Linked DNA regions of Rattus norvegicus: region 2 is linked to region 1. The links are chromatin contacts, called in public Hi-C maps. All regions are on one chromosome and are shown on one strand. Each heading gives the region's core, a stretch centred on a gene start, on an enhancer-like site or on the middle of the called end of the contact. The rest is flanking DNA. Distances are from core to core; before and after follow the strand shown. Region 1 overlaps Thrb (thyroid hormone receptor beta). Region 2 holds the start of Thrb (thyroid hormone receptor beta).

Region 1 (3,837 bases), core at 858-3,357:
CATTTCATCTGAACTTCAGACTCGTAGAGTGTAACCCACTTGGTCTAATTTAACCAAGGGCTGGGCTTTTATCACCAGCTTTCTTGGATCTTAAATTTGTAACTCAAGGCTCGTTGCTGCCTTGAGTCATCGATCGTATTTCACCTTCTGTGACATTTGGGGAACATAAAACATGTTCAATAATGTTTTAAAGACTGTAATTTGCACCACTTCCTTTAGAAGACTATGAATATAAAATGATAGTGTCAAACTGTAATTACACTGAGGGTTTTAGTAACCTCATAACCCATAAGAATAAAATACCAGGAAAAAAAATGTCAGCTACGACCATTAAGAATCTCATTTGCAACAGGTTGATGGAAGCAATCCAGCTAGGCTGACACTTTTATCGAGGATGCTTCAAGGTTCTCATAAGCCTCATGTTGTTCCACCGTTTTTATTTTTTTTATGGGGAAGTATTTTCTCTGTCTTTGTGATAATTTGAACTGTGCTACAAAGTAAATGAAAATGTGTCCCGTTGGCTCAATGATGTCTCTACAAGACACATCTGAGTTGAGGGGAAAGCCCTTTGCTATAACCACAGTTGTTTACAAACACGTGCCCTAGTTAATTTTTAATACTGTGGTGTTTTGTTTTGTTTTGTTTTAGTGCATCTAATCACAGAAAAAAGGTATCGGGAAGAAAGGGAAACTCGGTCTGGAGCATGTGCTTGGCTTTCTGTCAGCAGGATTGATCAACATAGAAATGTAGTCACAGACAGACTTTCTCACATTCTCCCACACGTGCTCACACACGCACATGGCTGGTTCCCAGCGTGAACCTGGTGACACTGTGGCACTGTCACGATGTGTCAGGATGTGGTGTAATGACAACAGTATGATACACTGCTGTTTCACTCATTCTGAGAGAGGAAGGGAAGCCAAGTGACATCCAGTTGTGAAACACGGGTCAGCCCATCCAGAAGTGTGAGATCTGAGTAGTGGGGTGAAAACCAAGATTTATTCCAGTGCCACTTCCTTGTCACTGACAAATTCATAGGTGCGTGCAATTTTCTTCACCTATAAGAGAAAGGAGGCTAACAGAAATGTATACTTATCAGGTAAAGATATAAATAGTTGACTATTTCTGCCTTATATGTCAAAATCGATTAAAAATTATATCAGCAAAGCAAAGAATTAAATTCAAAAGAAAAATACCTTTTATTGTCTTCCCGGGAAAGGGAATAACACTTGAAATGTATATAAGAAATACTCAAGTTAATAAAAAAAATTATATCAGCAAAGCAAAGAATTAAATTCAAAAGAAAAATACCTTTTATTGTCTTCCTTGGGTTTCTATTTTTGTGTTAAAGACTGTTGAATCTTTTATCATGTAAAAAGATGTAACTTTCAGGGTAGAATCTGGCTGACATAAACAACTGACTTAGGAATCTAATATTTTATTGTATTTATGAGTTCTGGGCTGAGAGTGAAGGGTAAAAGAATTATTCATCACAACGAATTTCACCAAAAATGGGAATGAGAGAAATTCCTGAATACATTGTAGAGAGAAGCCAGTTTTGGGGGAAAAGATGACTCGATAAAGAGATTTTCCTGTGTTTAAAAGAGTATCGGCTACTCAAGGAGTGGTTCAGACCATGGGTAGTGACCATGCATGCTGGGTGCGATCTGTTTACATTAGTGTTCTAGAGACTGAAATTAGCTATTTGATTCCTGCGAAAGTTGGGAGTGTATTTGAAATTGTCCTTCTAAAAATGTCAATGCTAAATAAATAGCATTTTTCAAACAATGAAGAAAACGGTGAGGCCTTTCACCCATGAGCCTTGAAGGTCTGCACATGAGTGAATCTTAGTGAAAATAAAGGGGAAATGTTTCCTAGGAGAACAGAAATCTGTAGACCTAGGAGCCTCCCGTAACCTTCCCTTGGATCCTTAGAGTGTCGAATGTGCAGTCAGGTGATCAGTAGAGTTCTCTGAGCCACTGACAGCCACAGTCTTGAAGGACATTTCTGTGAGCCATGGAGAAGGCCAGGGAAATGCCCGTGCTCCCACCCGAGGTCGCTAACTGGGTGCTTATAGCTATTGGACTCCACTTTCTTCCTGTGGGCAGTGCCTGATACTCACTGCCAAAGTTTGTTTCCTTTGAGCTCAGTTTATCTGAAGTGGCCAAGCTCCAGGACCTGACCTTTCCTTTCTTCAGATGTGTTAATATCAGGGATTAAACTCTGTAATTGGTCCAGCAGACCTAAGAATGCTAACACCATTAGCTCAGTGCCTGCAAGACAGTCTTTCTCACTCTATCTGCACATTGCCTTGGAGACTGGGGGCCAGCTCACTGTTGCCCCTGTTCACTAAGAGATTAAAACCTAGATGTGAGCGCTGCCACGGTACCGAGGATTGGACCCCATCATGTGACCATGATCATTCTTGTCTGTATACTCAGGACTGTCTGTAATGTTTACTGGGAAATTCACACTCCCCTTTTCCTAATGATCTTAAATCGATTCCTTCTCTGCCTTACAATTGTTGATGTGTGTGATCTTAACAATGTAAAACTATTATAGGGACAGCAAAAGGTGTGGACCTGGAAAGATGTCTCAGTTGGTAAAGCCTTTGCCTTTCCAGTATGAAGACCTGCGTGGCTGTCCCCAGCATCCACAGGAATGGGCTCTGCAGTACAGACCTGTAACCTGATCCTGGGCAAGGCCCAGCCAGGAGGCTCCCTGGCTAATCTAGCCTGTCACCTGTCTCTTACTACTCTGTGGGTTCTTCTTCCTTCCACCCTCTCTACCCTTTTTTTTTTCTTCTACCCTTCCGACCCCGCAACACTGGATAGGAGAGAGGAAAGGATAGAGAGGAAAGGAAAGAGATCCCAAAATAAAGTCAGGGGCTGGAAAAGGGGCAACTAATTCCTGCTGATTAGGGACTTCAAGTTCCTTGGGGCAAGTTTGATCTTCCATGGGAGGATATCTAATTTCTTCTTGTTGTTTCTTAGTTGCTCGAAACTACTTAACAAACCTCGACTGACAACCAACCAACAACCCCCCTATTGGGGCTTTAGCATTTATATACTCTGAAGTTTCTAGAGTCCCAAATGTCATACCATCATTAATTAATTGTTAATTGATTAATTGTTAATTAATTAATTGTTAATTAAATAGCTGGAGAAGTAATGGAGGAGGAGAGCTGAAGGAGACCTCTGGCCTTCTGGTGTGCACCCTTACATACACCCTTGCACATACATAAGCATGTGCACATGCGTAGACCACATACACACAGAAAACAAAGAAAAATACGTGACCCTTCCAAATTCTTTTTTGTTTGCAGTTATGTTTTGTGTCTGACAAAGATAAATCTACCTCACAGGTTGAAGAGTCCCAGGTAAAATATGGGCCACTGCAGTTCTGGTGAGGTCAGGAATGATAACACGTAGTGAGCAAACAACTGTCCATGTAAAACTCTAACGTTTTGCTGTTGGTGAAATCTGTTCGGTAAAGCATCTGTTATCCAGATGTTAAGGGAGAGCATCCCTGTTTTTACTAGAAAGGCTCCCAACACTTGATTAGATCCATATTTGCTGATGAGAGGTCTTAAGGAAAGGCATGGAAAGCTGGCTACTTTACATGATAAAAATTATTGATTCGAAATAAAACTATCTCCTAGGTTGTAAAATTCTGGATGCATTTCAAAATGAGAACGAAGGAAAAAATATAATAAGTTCATGATTTTTTTCTTCGAAATCTTGCAAAAGTATTACATCAAGGAGAAAAGACTAGAAAAGGGGATCAAGGAAGGGAAACTGAGCAGGTCCTGGCTAAAGTAAAAGCTGAGGAGAGCCA
Region 2 (3,783 bases), core at 818-3,317, 75 kb before region 1:
TTAGTGTGTGTCTTTCTTGAGAGAGAATTTAAGCAAAAACATGGCTCAGAGACATGTGTAGGAAAAGAAGTAAGACGTCCTGGGACTCCAGGCTTCTCAGGGCCTCTTGAATTCCCCGGTGCTACCCTTATTACAGAGCTGATCGCAAGGCTTGCCCCCTCCCCCCCCACATGAAACCTGGGCCCAGCCAGGCTTTTCCTCGCTGCCGCCAGGGGGCTGTCTGGTTAAGAACTGGGTAGGAGAGGCCGCAGCTTTCCTCTAAACCAACCAAAACATCCCGAGGCAGCTTTGGAGCGAAGCCCAGGAACTTGCCTGCAAAACAACCCTCGTTCTAGAGCCGGCAAGCTCTTGGTGAGACTTCATTCGGGGCGAGGATTAAAACACAGATTTCTTGCGAAGAATCCAAGGGGCAACCGAGTCTGTGCCGGCCGCTGGAAAAGGCAAAGTCCTAGCCCCAAAGCTGCTGTCTGCCGCAGCTCTCTCTCCTCTGCCCTGCGGAAAGCTCCGGATTCGCCACAGTTGTTAGTGCTGTGGCCAGAGGTGTGTCGGCCTTTCTCCCTTCTCTTTTTCTGTGGACTGTGCCCAAGTAACGCTGGGGGGAAAAAAAACTTATCACCCGTGGGAAATCTAGAAAACACTTTAAAATAATCTAGACATCATTCCCTCCGTTGAGATAGCCAGGCTCGGTATACTACACCGTGTTACATGAGTGTATTGAAGAAAGAATTTCAAGGTTTTTTTTTAACACTGTTCATAAGAACATAATTGTATTCGGCCCTCAGTCAAAGTAGTTTTGTCGCAAGTGTAACTTCCCACTGGCTGCGTGTTCTCTCAGCACTCTGCATTTTCCAATAAAACCTACCTCCGAGGCGCTGCTGGGAGACGACCTGGGTACCTGGAGCAGCACACTGTCACCCGTTGGGTTAGTTCCCAACCTTCAGGACTTGAGGTACGGACTTTTCAGCATTTCAGCGCGCTATGCTTGCAAAAACAGAACCCTTCCAGGGTGGAGATTATTTTTGTCTTCCGGTTTTATATTTCTATTTCTAGGACAGTGGCGAAATAACGAGGTGTCTCTTTAAATCCTACTTGTGGAACCAACCGGGCACAACTCAGTGAGGTGTGCAGGAGGTGGGGGGGGGGCGCTTCTCATTTAGGGCAAGCAAGGCTTTGTCCATTTGGTGTGGGGCGCAGAGTGGCCAGAGCCACGGGAGGATCTGAGCGCCCCGTGGTCCCACGCACACCACAAGTGCTTTGGGGGCGGAAGGAGGAGCGCGGTGACACCTGCCGCGCTTGTCGGGCGTCTCTGAGGGTTGTGCTCCTGGAGATCCCCTCTGTCTCCTGTCATTCATACTCCCTGCCCCCAGTCACACCCCAACCCTCTTCAACTACAGGAATGATGGCTCAACTCGAACCTTCGCGCGCTTGCAGTTGGGTGGGTGGACGCGCGGCCACCAGACCCGCAGCTACGTGACCCCAGGGAGGGTGGCGCACAAGGCGCCGTTACCACGGGGTCGTAGCGGAGGACACCCGCACCTAGGCGGCAGGTGCGCAGGGCACCCAAGTGGCGGATTGCTCGGGCCCAGACGGGGTGCACAACCCGAGGCCATTTCGTCGCTGCGACTCTGCAGGAGCCAGGGTGGCCTGAGCTTGCCACAGCTGCTGCGCGAATCGGTCGGGCTGGAGGACCAGAAGGGAAGAACGGTCGGCGGTTCGCCTGCCGCCCGGGAGCTGGCATCCCAGTCCCGAGTAAGGCTGCGCGCGGGGTCCCCGGGAGGCGGGACTCGGGCCGTGCACCTCGCGGCCCGCGCAGGTCTCAGCAGAGAGGTCGCCAGTGTCCTGGGACCTGCGCCGCTCCCCTCGGCGCGGGCGCTGGAGGAGAGTGGACGGGTCAAGGGAGTAGAGCTCGCTGGGGAGCGGGCGCCGCACGGGACCCCGTGGCGGAGGGGGCGGAGCGGGGAGGAGACTGCGGCTCGGCCGAGCACCGCGCAGCCTCGGGCGGGCGGGCGGCCGGCGTGACGCGGCGGGATTAACTTTGCTTGGCTAATGCGAGCACCAGAGCGGAGGCCACCGGCTGCTCGGCCGCAGCTCGCCCGCGCGCCGCCTCGGGGCGCCACCGCCAGGCTCCAGCGCTCCGGTAACTTGACGTGGAGGGGGCGTAGAGGGGTGGGGTGGGGGGTACAGGTCCTGCGGGCCGGCCCGGGTGGCCAGAGACTCGCGCTGTCCCTGCCACGGGCCTCTGCGCCCGGCTCCTCTCGGGCTCGGGCACCCTGTGCTGAGGGAGCTGAAGCCCGAACCCAGCTGGGGACAAGCTCCTTGTGAAATGGAGTTTGGCATCCTGGGCACCGAACCCAGTGGAAGTTTCCATGAGGAGGAAGTTGTAGGGCATGGGGGTTCAGAAGAGGCTGACAGGCGCGGGGGTGGGCGATTTAAAGGGACTGTGGGTCTCCTGCCCCCCCTCTTTTTGGTTCCTGCCGGGGAACTCCAGGCTTTGGAAAGGAGAAAGCTCCTGAGTGTTAGCGCTGGTCAGTGCCTGTCTGCCTCTCACCGGCTCTGCGGGCTCGCTCCCTCCAGAGTTGCTCTTTTCCTTTGCTTCTCTTGACGCAGCATCTTTCGGGGTCGTGCGTGTTGGTGATGATCCGGGTGGTGTCAGCTGTGTTCCCCAAGACCGGGGAAGACGTCTTTGGAGGGTTTCTATTGCTAGGGTCAGTTGTCATTTGGGAGGAATATTTCCCGTGACCACATTATTGGAGCTAATTCTTAAAACCGTCTGGTTTGTTTTTAAGAGGGAGGGGGCGGGGTGTGCATATATGGATTATTATTATTATTATTATTATTATTATTATTATTATTATTATTATTAAATTTTCCCCAAGTGGGAAGTTTTTAAAGGGCCTATTATGCATTCCTAAAGTGAGTCAAATAAGAAAAAGAGTAGCTGGGCGGCCAAGTTCAATATCCCATTCTGCCCTTCCCGTGCACGTGGAGAACTCAAGGGCTGTGTTGAATCAGAAAATAACATTGCATAATTTCCTCCTCTTCCAGTGTGGTTGATCCTAGATACTAGTGATCGGTTTTAAAGACCTGTTTGAAACTGATCAAACCAAACATCTTTTGTTCAGTGCATGAATAGGAGAACAGAATTTTGTTAATGAACGTACTAAGTACTGTAGACCCGTTGGGCAGTATCTTTATATGATTTGCCTCTGGTTTAGCGTGTTTGTTGATGTTATAATGAAATATTGCCTCACTGTGCTGCGAAAGGATAAAAAATTCTTTTTGGTAAAGAAGCGTTCCATGATTCATTCTGAATATTCTGGATGACTGATCTCGCTAATTCACTTCAGCCTCTTATTTCCCGTTCTGAAAGAAATCATGTGCTGGGAACCATTAATGAAAAGGTGTTTGAGTGGGAAGTAATTTGAACAGGGGCAGAGTTTAGAGTGTTTTCATGCGTATTGGCTGTGCTTCGATTGATCCAGGGAGAAATTAAGTAAAAAGTGCTTTTGCTTGAGCCAGTTTATGTGAAGAGATTGGAGAAGAACAATCTATTGCTTTCCCGTGTTAAATGGATACTATTAGGATCCTATTTTTAAATGAATTTCAATAGTTTATTATTGTTTATTATATACTGGAAAAGGGAAATCTGCTTTACTTTATAGTAAAGGAACTGCTTCAGAATTGCTATTTTTTAATGAAACTATTCTTGTTGGCATTACAATGCAAAAGCTTAATCTCATTGACATCGAGTAACTGGCACTAGAAGGGGGATACATATTCCAC

The links. Hi-C and Micro-C count contacts between places; a contact is called where the count stands out from the background.
Region 2: a Hi-C map of liver shows a contact between it and region 1, with 4 times the contacts expected there. The contact joins the promoter of Thrb here to the enhancer-like site in region 1. A contact is called at or near these places in 6 of 12 Hi-C or Micro-C datasets (hepatocytes, kidney, liver and 2 more).

What each region holds. Positions count from the first base shown.
Region 1 is chr15:10,384,226-10,388,062 of GRCr8, reverse strand. All of the region lies in intron 1 of Thrb (thyroid hormone receptor beta), which reads left to right. Among named protein-coding and RNA genes, the nearest start is that of Thrb, 75 kb to the left of the region's middle. Within about 2 kb of position 2,107, at least 5 of the 93 cell types and tissues checked have an H3K27ac peak or open chromatin away from gene starts, as enhancers often do. A contact at or near this core is called in liver, where this site is marked.
Region 2 is chr15:10,459,730-10,463,512 of GRCr8, reverse strand. It overlaps Thrb (thyroid hormone receptor beta), which reads left to right and starts at 2,067. Exons shown (of 12, transcript NM_012672.3): 1 at 2,067-2,137. LOC120096914 (a long non-coding RNA gene) reads right to left here and starts at 997. Exons shown (of 2, transcript XR_005493837.2): 1 at 863-997; 2 at 1-592.